Regions from separate parts of the Sus scrofa genome. Here regions 1, 2 and 3 are each linked to region 4. Evidence: chromatin contacts called from public Hi-C and HiChIP or PLAC-seq data. All regions are on one chromosome and are shown on one strand. The core of a region is the stretch at or near the end of the contact, and the rest is flanking DNA. Distances in the headings are between cores, read along the strand shown. Region 1 holds the start of ABHD4 (protein ABHD4). Region 2 holds the start of RBM23 (probable RNA-binding protein 23). Region 3 overlaps DAD1 (defender against cell death 1). Region 4 holds the start of OXA1L (mitochondrial inner membrane protein OXA1L).

The links. A called contact is a pair of places that touch in the nucleus more often than the background predicts. HiChIP or PLAC-seq counts read pairs in DNA pulled down with a chosen protein or histone mark.
Region 1: an H3K27ac HiChIP or PLAC-seq map of alveolar macrophages shows a contact between it and region 4. The contact joins the promoter of ABHD4 here to the promoter of OXA1L in region 4. A contact is called at or near these places in 1 of 5 promoter capture datasets (fetal liver), 14 of 47 Hi-C or Micro-C datasets (alveolar macrophages, embryonic fibroblasts, epiblast stem cells and 7 more) and 2 of 2 datasets of contacts at active chromatin or transcription factors (alveolar macrophages and skeletal muscle).
Region 2: a Hi-C map of liver shows a contact between it and region 4, with 4 times the contacts expected there. The contact joins the promoter of RBM23 here to the promoter of OXA1L in region 4. A contact is called at or near these places in 1 of 47 Hi-C or Micro-C datasets (liver) and 1 of 2 datasets of contacts at active chromatin or transcription factors (alveolar macrophages).
Region 3: a contact with region 4 is called in an H3K27ac HiChIP or PLAC-seq map of alveolar macrophages. The contact joins the enhancer-like site here to the promoter of OXA1L in region 4. A contact is called at or near these places in 2 of 5 promoter capture datasets (fetal liver and liver), 5 of 47 Hi-C or Micro-C datasets (embryonic fibroblasts, epiblast stem cells, fetal liver and 1 more) and 2 of 2 datasets of contacts at active chromatin or transcription factors (alveolar macrophages and skeletal muscle).

Annotation. Positions count from the first base shown.
Region 1 is chr7:76,430,515-76,433,214 of Sscrofa11.1, reverse strand. It overlaps ABHD4 (protein ABHD4), which reads left to right and starts at 1,379. Exons shown (of 7, transcript XM_021099270.1): 1 at 1,379-1,488. It overlaps DAD1 (defender against cell death 1), which reads right to left and starts at 1,175. Exons shown (of 3, transcript NM_213944.1): 1 at 907-1,175. The coding sequence starts at 1,117.
Region 2 is chr7:76,119,422-76,122,121 of Sscrofa11.1, reverse strand. RBM23 (probable RNA-binding protein 23) reads right to left here and starts at 1,397. Exons shown (of 14, transcript XM_021099252.1): 1 at 1,074-1,397. The coding sequence starts at 1,269. PRMT5 (protein arginine methyltransferase 5) reads right to left here. Exons shown (of 17, transcript NM_001160093.1): 17 at 2,505-2,700.
Region 3 is chr7:76,456,713-76,459,412 of Sscrofa11.1, reverse strand. It overlaps DAD1 (defender against cell death 1), which reads right to left. Exons shown (of 3, transcript NM_213944.1): 3 at 2,010-2,245. Among named protein-coding and RNA genes, the nearest start is that of DAD1, 26 kb to the right of the region's middle. Within about 2 kb of position 1,417, at least 19 of the 83 cell types and tissues checked have an H3K27ac peak or open chromatin away from gene starts, as enhancers often do. A contact at or near this core is called in alveolar macrophages and epiblast stem cells, where this site is marked.
Region 4 is chr7:76,265,329-76,268,028 of Sscrofa11.1, reverse strand. OXA1L (mitochondrial inner membrane protein OXA1L) reads left to right here and starts at 1,329. Exons shown (of 11, transcript XM_013978229.2): 1 at 1,329-1,530; 2 at 1,533-1,693; 3 at 2,135-2,296. The coding sequence starts at 1,329.

The DNA of each region.
Region 1 (2,700 bases), core at 130-2,629, 170 kb before region 4:
GATCCCTGGCCTTGCTCAGTGGATTAAGGACCCAGTGTTGCCACAAGCTGTGGTGTAGGTCACAGACACAGCTTGGATCTAGCGTTGCTGTGGTGTAGGCCAGCAGCTGTAACTCCAATTCGACTCTCAGCCTAGGAAATTCCATATGCTGTGGGTGTGGCCCTAAAAAGCAAAAAAAAAAAAAAAAAAAAAAAAGGAAAGAAAGACAAATACCATATATCGCTTATATCTGGAATAATGGCACAAATGAATCTATCTACAGAAAAGAAACAAACCCATGGACATGGAGAACAGGGAGAAGGGGAGGGAGTGGGATGGGCTGGGAGTATGGGGTTAGTAGATGCAAACTATAGCACCTAACCCTAGAGTGGATAAGCAATGAGATTCTGCTGTATAGCATAGGGAACTATATCTAATCATCAGTGATGGAACACGATGGAGGATAACGTAAAAAAGAATATATATATATATATATACATATACACATACATATGTATAACTGGATCACTTTACTGTACAGCAGAAATTAATAAAACATTGTAAGTCAACTATAGTAAGTTTAAAAATAAAAAAAAAAAGTCTACCAACTTCAAAGTTGTGTTAAAGCTAGGTGGAAATTGGGAAGAAGTTTTCCCTGGACTATATATACAAAGTGAAGAGGATCACCAGGTTGCACAGCAGCATGAAAGTGGTTTCTATATTTAATTCCAGCTCCTTGGTGATTCTCCAGTAACAGGCACGCCACCTGTCTGACCCTCCATTTCCCCATTCACAAAGAGAGAGCAATGCAGGCTCCTCTCATAACTTGACAAGGCAGTGTTCTGATACAAAGAGACGAGCACTGTGGGAATAAAAGCAGCGCACCAAAGAAACACATTATTATGGAGATTATTACTGAATCATTACCCGCTAGAATGAAGCTCCCCACGCAAGAGATAAAGCCGGAGAGGAAAGAGTTGAAGGGGAAGGTCCCCACGAGGAGACAGTAACCGAATTGCAGCGCCCCGGTCAGCAGTATATACAAGAGATATGCATCCAACAATTTCAGACGCTGAGGAGTGGAGCTCAAGTACTCTTCTAAGAACCGGGAGATTACCGACAACACCGACGCCGACATGACTATAAACTTGGTACTTCGGCCGGCGTACCCCAAGCTCCTAGAGTACCAGACGACCACACCGGATGTAGTCTTAGCGCATGCGCAGCGGTACAGCCCAGCTCCGTCCTCCCCGATTTGCGCAGGCGTATAGACCGACCAAGGCGCGAAACAACCAATGCGCAGACGCAGAATACATCCTCAAAATGAGAACTACAGCCAGAGAAAGCTAGTGCGCCTGCGCAACGGATCTTTCCCTGTGCTGGAGACGTGTACTCTTTTTGTTCCATTTCCGCCGTCAGGTTGGTGACGCCCACAGTTGCTCTAGCAACAAGATAGTGCGGGAGGAAGACCGGGAGAGGCTTTACAGCCAATAGCGAAGCTACTCCGAGGTTTGGAGTCTCTTTGGTTCACTCACGTTCTCAAACATATACTATTTAGATCTGCTATAGGGCAATGTCTGGCGCTCTCCGGGTTCAGTACTTGTTCGGTCCTAATTCTGTTAAGGGCGCTAACTGCGATCCGTCCCAGATCATTGGAGCAAGTCAGGTTGCCCCAAAGTTGGAACCACCCGATCAGTGTCTGAGCGGGCACCAGTTTAGACGTGGTTATTGGGGGTGGGAGGTGTGGGGCGGAGTGGGGGAGCTCGACTTTACCCGGTCCTGAACTGGCTTTAGGATCTAGACTTGGGGACGCTTATTAATAAGAGCGATAGAATCAAACCTCAGGTATTCATTCAGCAGACATTTATTGGGCTCCTCCACATTTTTTGAATTGTAGTTAGTCAATTGTAGGTATTCTTCGGTGAATCTGATAGTCTTAAAAGAGCTGGGGGTGGGCGTGGGGTGAGAAAGTCGATTAAATTGCATAGAGTATACGATCAAGTTTAGCAGCGTGCTACTCCCAACCTAGCATCTTGAACCTGTTGTTGAACTATCCCAGAATGTCAGTGCTGAAAGGCCTGAAAGAGCATTGCCTGGTGCCTGGTTCAAACTCTACCCCTTCCGATTTATTTTGCAGAAGAAAATGAAGGTTTAAGGTTTTGTATTTTAACAAGTGGAATTAGTTACTTGTATTTAGTGTTTTAACCTTTTTGAAAAATAAGGTCCACCTTAGTTTCTGGCTTTTGCCGCGTTTTTTGTTTTGTTTTGTTTTTTTCCCATGCCAGAGGCTTGTGGAAATTACCCTGGCCAGGGATCAAACCAGGTCACAGCAGCAACCCAAGCCACTGCAGTGACAATGCCAGATCCTTAACCCACTGTGCCACAAGAGAACTCCTGCTGCCCTTTTATTTTAGGTGAATCTGATCTAACAGACCTAGCTCATCGCACTTTCAGCTGCAAGTAGCATATAACCAGGTACTTTTTCAACTTATTAGTAACTTTAAACTATCCTAGCCACTCAAGCAAAATTCCTAAAACAGCAAGTAAACCTTCCTTAGTTTTCATTTGTTGTTTGTGTTCACACTGGAACCAGGAGTTCCCGTGGTGGCTCAGTGGTTAACGAATCTGACTAGCATCCATGAGGATGTAGGTTCGATCCCTGGCCTTATTCAGTGGGTTAACGATCCGGCGTTGCCATGAGCTGTGGTGTAGGTTGCAGAT
Region 2 (2,700 bases), core at 148-2,647, 150 kb after region 4:
AAGTTTTCAGACTTCAGAAACGAATGAATCTATTTAATCACACACATATATATAACACCAGCACACTTTGCAACTTGAAATCTCACTGGGTCTAATCTATCTTTCTAAATGTTCTAAAAATATTATGAGTTTTCTGGTTGGAAGTTTTCAAATTAAGTCCTAATTACTGGTCAAAGTCCATTCAATCCCATCCATTAAAACTTTGCTTTCCTCCAACCCTGCTCTGAAAAATTGCATTAGGGTTCCACAACCATGGCGCTGCATGGACCCTGTCATGCCACACAGTCAAGACCCACGTCAGCGCTTGGGTCCCACTGCTGCGGGGGCAAAGGAGAATGAAGAACCGCGGTTGGCCTGGATTGGGCATAATTCACCAAACGCTGAAGTTCCAGGGGTGATGGTAGCGCCATCTCCTGGGTCCGGTCACTGAGCTGGGCACAAGACAGCTTAATTAAGTACAGCAACAATGAAAAAGATAAAAACATTCCCCACGCTGTGTAACAAGCCAAGGCCACATTTCAAAACACGGACCTACAAGTAACCGACGGGCAGCATCTCTGCGAGGGCCGGTATCCTGATGCTGAAACCTCGTTTGTGGCCTCACTATATTCCTCTACCGCCGCCACGGAATGTGTGAGCAGTGACCAAACACGGAACGTGAAACTTCAGACACTGAGGAATAAATCTCAATTCCCTCATCTCTCTGAGTAGTGCCACTAGGGCCTGAAAACCGATCCCAAGTGTCCTCTGAGACTGTCCCTCCACAGTACGTGGGACTCTAAACATCAGCAATGTGGGAACCTGGAAAGGGATCAGTCACGGGGATCCTTGAAACAGTCTTTCATCGGTAGACACAGCCACGAGGCTGCCGATCCCTAATACAGTGCCAGTGGACAACAATTAAGTAGCGAACACTTCCAGATCAAAGAAAGCCAAAAAAAATTTATTTTAAAAGTTTGCCCCATTCTGCTCTTAACGCCATTTTCTGCCTCTGACGTAAGGGGGAGGGGCCGTGCGACAACGTCACGCATAGGTGACGTCGCGACGGGGGGACCGGTTTCGGGGTTTCTTACCAGTTCCGGGTCCCCGCAGGGGGACCCCGGTTCCTTCGGTTCCTCTGGGTGTGTCGGAGGGTGCTAAGTATGTCTCTCTTCCAGACACTCCGCAATAAAAGCACCACAGCAACCGGAGCTGCTCCACTTCCCGCAAAATGGCGGCAGCTCCACAGTCTTCCAGAACCTTCCCCGATCTGCGCAGGCGCGGAAACATTCAGGCGGCAGAACGAACCTCTCCGGTTTAGCGGCAACAGTCCAAAGTACAGATTTTCATTGGCTAAAATCCTAAGCAAGGGTGGAGCCAAGCTCAAAGGTCTCTTAGCAACCATCAAGTTCCCATTGATTGGCTAACCTTTCCAAGACTGGGGAAAAGCAGAAGCTTTAGACATCCGCCCATCGCTCTCATTGGTTAAATGGCTTGCGACAGGGCGGGGAAACCCGGCGCAGACGCGGCAAGGACTCGCCTGCCCAGCTCCCCCGCACTCCTGAAGCTAGGTCAACGCTGTGGGCGGAGCCAACGGGGAGGTACAGTGACGTCCTTGCCGGTCCCTATTCTATTTTGGCAAGACGGGGTCTCATTAAGCTTATCCAGGACGGCTTTATAGAGAGCAACTGCATTTGCTTCACGTGGGGAGGAATGCTGGGCTCCACATCCTCATTCTGTCTACATTCTCTCCTAGCCGCCGCCTTCTGTCCTCAGCGCTTGGACCTGATTAGTCGGTCAGATTAGTCTTCCACATTCTGCCTGGTCCTACAGCTCACATACCTTCAGTTCAAATCAGTGCCCCACACACCTCGAAACCACAAGAAAAGAGTTTCGCAAGTGACTCTTTGGGTGCAACAATACTCATCCCTCTAACCATAAAGAGAAGGAATTGTCCACACTCATGACCCAAGGGCTTCCAGAACCCTAAGACTTCAGCTGCCAGAAACGTAGCTGGTTAAAACATGGAGAGGGCCACGAAGTGAGAGGAATCATGTTGAGTCCTAATTTGGTATATTAACTTTATATCATTGTACCAATTTCAAATCCTTCCTCTGTAAATGTAGAACTGGATTATGTCTGAGGATTTCCAACTTTAACCCTGTGATTTTATTCAAACAAAATATGCGGCTTCTGGCTGCAGGAGTCTGGGTAACTTCCAGTATTTCTCCCAAGAAGTAACAAAGGAGCTGGCAGTGCAGCAGCTCAGGAAGGTGAAAGGGTGGCTGGCTTCACTCACTACCCCATCTTTCTTCATGGCAGCACCCTGCCCTGTCCCCAGACAAGAGCCTTATCACAGGTCCTAATGGATAAGACCGCACTGTAGCTGGACCTGGGAGTCCAAGAGTCACCACTAAGCTTCTTAAATAGGAAATAAAGCAAGGTCCCTTCGTGTCTTGGAAAAGAGCACAGGTCTGAATTTGTGTAAGTAAGGGGTGGAGAAACAGGCAGGGGGCAACAGGGTTGGAGCAGGAAAGGCCATAACTTCACTTTATTTGTATTTCCTCCTTACACAAAACCACCAAAACAGGAACAGAGATGGGCAGGGAAAAAGGCTGAAAATTTGTTCAATCCACATGTTCTCAGGGCTATTCCAGGGAGCACTTGAGGCTGAGTGCCTGTTGGAGCAGCCTCAGATCCAGCACAAACTCCTCATGCCTT
Region 3 (2,700 bases), core at 168-2,667, 190 kb before region 4:
CAGTTTTCAACTAATTTATCTTAAAGTTCAGGTGCTAAGTTCCCACCATGGCTCAGTAGTTAATGAACCTGATTAGCAACCATGAGCACATGTGTGCGATCCCTACCATCGTTCAGTGGGTTAAGGATCCCACATTGCTGTGGCTGTGGTGTAGGCTGGCAGCTACAGCTCCAATTTGACCCCTAGCCTGGGAACTTCCATATGCTGCAGGTGTGGCCCTAAAAAAAAAAAAAAAAGACAAAAGACAATAAATAAGTAAATAAATAATAAAAAATAAAGTTCAGATGCTTTTCTTATTTAAAATACCTATTTACCAATCCAGACTAAAATAATTCAGAAGCCTCCTTATCAGGAAGTACATCTGTACATAAAAATTTTAAGGCATATTAAATTAAGTCATAATTTTAGTGAACTAGTATCCCTTGGAATGGCAAGCCATGGTCCAAGGACAGTGATTTTTATAAACAAAATTTTATTGGACCACACTGCCAGGCCATTCATTTAAGAAAAAGCTTGCCGGAGTTCCCATCATGGCACAGGGGAAACAAATCTGACTAGGAACCATGAGGTCACGGGTTCAGTCCCTGGACTCACTCAGTGGGTTAAGGATCCGGCATTGCCATGAGTTGTGGTATAGGTCGCAGACGTGGCTCGGATCTGGCCTTGCTGTAACTGTGGTGTAGGCCAGCAGCTGCAGCTCGGATTAGACCCCTAGCCTGGGAACCTCCATATGCCGCAGGTGCGGCCCTCAAAAGCAAAAAAAAAGAAAAAAGAAAAAAGAAAAAAAAGAAAAAGCTTGCCAACTCCTGATCTAGAGTGAGTCTCAAACTTCAGCGTGTATCAGAGTTACACAGAGAGCTAATGAACACAGAAAGCCAAGCTCATTTTTACTAAGTTCCCAGGTAGTTGTGACATACACCAAAATCTGAGAACCATCATTCTGGATGGGTGCTTCTAAAACTATAATATGCACAGGAATCACATGTAGACGGTGTTGAAGATTCTGCTTCAGTAGGGCCTAGGGTGGGGCTCGAGAGACTCCTTTTCAAATAAGCTCCCAGTGTGGTCAATACTGCTGGTCAATGGGCTGTAATTTAAGGAGCAAGAATCCAGAGCAGTGCTTCTCTGATTTGGCTGCACATGAGAATCTCCTTTATAAGGTACAGACGCTACCCCCAACTGATCTGTGGTGTGCCCTGGGCACTGAGGTTTCATTTTTAAAACCCCCAAGCAATTCTAAAGTGCAGCCAAGTTGGGAAAGCTCTAGAGCACAACTCACCATCTCAGCAGTCAGCTCAGTTCAAAGAGTGGACTTCTCAACACAGCATATTTTTGATATATAGCACCCAAGATAGAAGGAGGGGTGCTACCATGACACATATCAACCAGGCCTAGACTTCAGCCAGCAGACCTATTGTTCCACCCAAGCACATCATGGACTCTGATCTTAAACAAGTTACAAAGAGGAGCTTCCTCTTCTTCACCTATCTAATGAGAAGCGGAGCCCCCAAGGTAACAGTAAGAGCAAAATGAGAGAACACTTGTGAAGTTGGTTTGGACAGCAGTGTATCCTGTAAGAAGGCATGCACACAAGCCCCACTTTCTGCACTCTTCCTATGCAGTCTAAGAGATACATATTTCACTTTCACCACTAAATCATGTTGAAACAGATATAAATGGGGAAGCACACACTGAGTTAAATTTCTAACAAAGTGCTTAATGATGCAGTTCCAGGAATGCATTGTGTCACAAGAGCGGAACCACCTGCAACGATTGAAGGATTAGTAAAGGATTACCAGCTCCAGGGAAAAGACAAAGGGCTGTCGTTTCCCAGGGATGTCAGCACTGCCTTTGTCATTAACCGCAAATACACTTATTGAAAACGTGGAGGTAGATTCAAAGTTGCAAGTTATCAACTCCTAAAGAGCTCTGCCCAGAGGATTGAAGGAAAAAAAGGGTTTTAACCCCAAAAAAGAATAAAAACAAAAAACAGAGCCAGAGGCAGGGGTAGGAGTGGCATGGAATTCTTTAATCTGGAAGGCAAAAAGGTTACATTTAATGGCAGGCAAAGACTGTATTAATAAATGACCAGTACGAAGTTACAAAGTTATTCTGAGTCAGAAGCCGCGGGACTTTTCTGGGCTCTGTACAATCAGAGTGGTAGTAAGCATAAATCTGAAGAAAATCCATGTGTCCAGCAAACTGCCATCTTAAGAGCTCTTGTCCAGGGGAAATCAGAGTGAACCTGAAAGAAAGAAGCAGAAAGGTAAGAAGAGCTGTTCGAGGTTTCTAAAAATATCATGTGATACTACAGACAGGGCCTCAAATCCTTCCATTTAATTCTAGCCCCCCAAAGACAAAGGTAATTATGGGGTTCCCAAATTCTGGACCATACTTAAGCCAGGCTAGAACAACCTGAATAAAACAAACATTTTTCACTGAACATTTTACAGAGCTATACATAAAAATTCAGAGTTCAAATCTGAATTCCAAGCACACCAAGGCATAACTGACTCGGCACTACAGATGCAGGTTCTCACACCAGCTCTACAATTAATTAGCTGTACAACTTCACTTAAGCCACTCTGACCTCTCTGATCCAAAACCTTTTTTGAGGTTAGAGGGCTGCAACTTAGCCTAAAGAGTTTTTCTGGATTTAGAAAGCTTATAAAGCACTAACTTCCAGAAATTTTTTCGTTT
Region 4 (2,700 bases), core at 80-2,579:
ACATCTGCATGGATGCTAGTCGGGTTCATTACCACAGAGCCACATTGGGAACTCCCTGATTTTTCAAAGTAACTTTAAGAATACCGTTTACGGAGTTCCCGTCGTGGCACAGTGGTTAACGAATCCGACTAGGAACCATGAGGTTGCGGGTTCGGTCCCTGGCCTTGCTCAGTGGGTTAACGATCCTGCGTTGCCGTGAGCTGTGGTGTAGGTCGCAGACGTGGCTAGGATCCTGCGTTGCTGTGGCTCTGGCATAGGCTGGCGGCTACAGCTCCGTGATTAGACCCCTAGCCTGGGAACCTCCATATGCTGCGGGAGCGGCCCAATGAAATAGCAAAAAGACAAAAAAAAAAAAATCGTTTATGATAGTATCCAACATACTTGACTGATAGGTAATACCCCCAAATTACTACTAAATCTGTATCATATTCCTTTGCCTTTTTTTTTTTTAAACCATTCCTGTCAGGTACATTTATAATCAGCCTAAACTAGCAATGATTGAAAGCATTTTGGGCTATCACATCTTTCCTAAAGCTACACTTTGTTATTCCAAAAGCACTCTGCTGTTTGAGAGGCTTTATAGGGTTTCTCACATAGTCAACTCCTATCTTTCTAAGCAGTACTTTTTTCCCCCCTTTAGAAGAAAGGAACTTTACCTCATATATCTCCAGAAATGATTTCAGTTTCAAGAACCCAAGCAACAGAGACTTAAGAGTCTAGACAACAAAGACCTTTATTTATGGTACACAACAAAATCTAGAATTAGGTGGTTCCAAGCTTGCTGCAGCAGCCCAGTGACATCATCAGCGTTCTTCTATCTTTCCATACAACCACCTTCAGCAGGTTACCTTTCAGCATCTTTAAAGACTTGCCCCTCTGGAGTTCCCTTTGTGGTTTAGTAGGTTAAGAACCTGACATAGAGTCCATAAGGATGCAAGTTTGATCAATGACCTCACTCAACGGGTTGAGGATCCTGTGTTGCCACAGGTCTGCAGCTGCAGGTCTGATTCATCCCCTAGCCCACAGGTGCAGCCGTTAAGTACAAGAAAAAAAAAGATGTAAAGATTTATGCCCTCAGTGTCACAAGATTCTCCTCAACCAGACCCTACTGGGGGAAAGGAAAAGGGAAGTATGGCATCTCCTTTTAAGCTTTGTCTGGGAGATATATATTTCCCTCAATTTCTGTCAAACTCCAGACCACTCTCAAATTTCACTTTATCTGCGATTGCAATATTATCTAGCAACAAGAATTGAACATCACTGGGCAAGAAAAACCCACTCCAAGTACAGCCAAGACCTGACGTGGCGAGGACGCTTTTTAACTTAACAAATCACAGAAGAATCGCAAATTTAGAGGACGAAGGAAAAGCCCCCAGGATCACGCAGCCATTAACGAAAGCCTGTTAGAAGGCTCTGAACTTCAATCTCGGGAGAACACCCTCTGCGAGATCTTGTTAAAGCAGCTCTGTGTCCTCTTACCCTCTTCAAATATGGCCGCCAAGCTCCAGTTTCCTTTACCTCCTGAGCCTGCTGGCAGCTGTGGCTTAACGCCCACTTCCAAAAGGGCCTCCTCTCGCGAGACTGCGGTTCTGAGTGCGCAGGCGCAAACGCAAGCCCTTTCTCCGGCGAGATGGCGATGGGGTTGATGTGCGGACGCCGGGAGCTTCTGCGCTTGCTACAGCCTCAGCGTCAAGTAAGGACACCCCGAGACTGAGCTCTGATGCCACCCTATCCCTGTGACGAGCCAGGGGTGACTCGTGCTGTGTGCATGAATGAGTAGGCCCACACCTCACTGGGACTTGCGTCTCCTGACCTCAGGTCACAGGAGGACGCGGTAGGGTTACGTCCCCAACCCTACGGGCTCAACAGCCGGGTCTCCTGGTCTGTTCCCAGAAACAGGCGTCATCCCTTCCAAGGAAACCTCAGCCTGAAACTCTGGGCCACTGGGTGGCTCTGAGGTAGCTGAAATGCAGGACTCGCTGATTATATGCCTTCACACTCGCAGTCTGAGCGCAAGGAGTAGCAATGTCCTCACCTGTGGTAGCGGACTGCCTTTTTCTTGGAAGGGTGGGGGCGGAGCGTAACTATTGACTTATCTCGGTAAAAGGACTACATCCTTCTTTTACCCACTCAGTTCCACAGCGTCGCAGGGCTCCGCCAATGGCCACGGAAGCCGCTGACACCCGGGCTCCGGTTCCCAGCCGGCCGGCGCTGCGGACACCCACATTATGTCCTCCTCGCGGCCCCAGGCCCCCGGGGCCTCAGTACCTCTGCCATATTTTATGCAGAAGCCCAGGTAAGTGACGTTTCGACCCAGCAGCGTTAGGAGTGGTGCTGGTTTCTTGATTTGTTTTTAATCCTGTTTTGACTGGGGGAATCGTGGAGCACTCCATCTAGCTTGGGATAGGTTTTCAAATCAGTAGGGAAATGATTGAGAGTACTGAAGGAGAGACTTCATTATGTACCAGGTGTTTCCACAATGATGGCAAGCCATTGATAGTGGTATGAAATGTGATTCTGTGTATGTATTAAAAATTATAACTTGAGTTCCCGTCGTGGCGCAGTGGTTAACGAATCCAACTAGGAACCATGAGGCTGCCGGTTCGATCCCTGGCCTTGATCAGTGGGTTAAGGATCCGGCGTTGCCGTGGACTGTGGTGTAGGTCGTAGACGCGGCTCCGATCCCACGTGGCTGTGGCT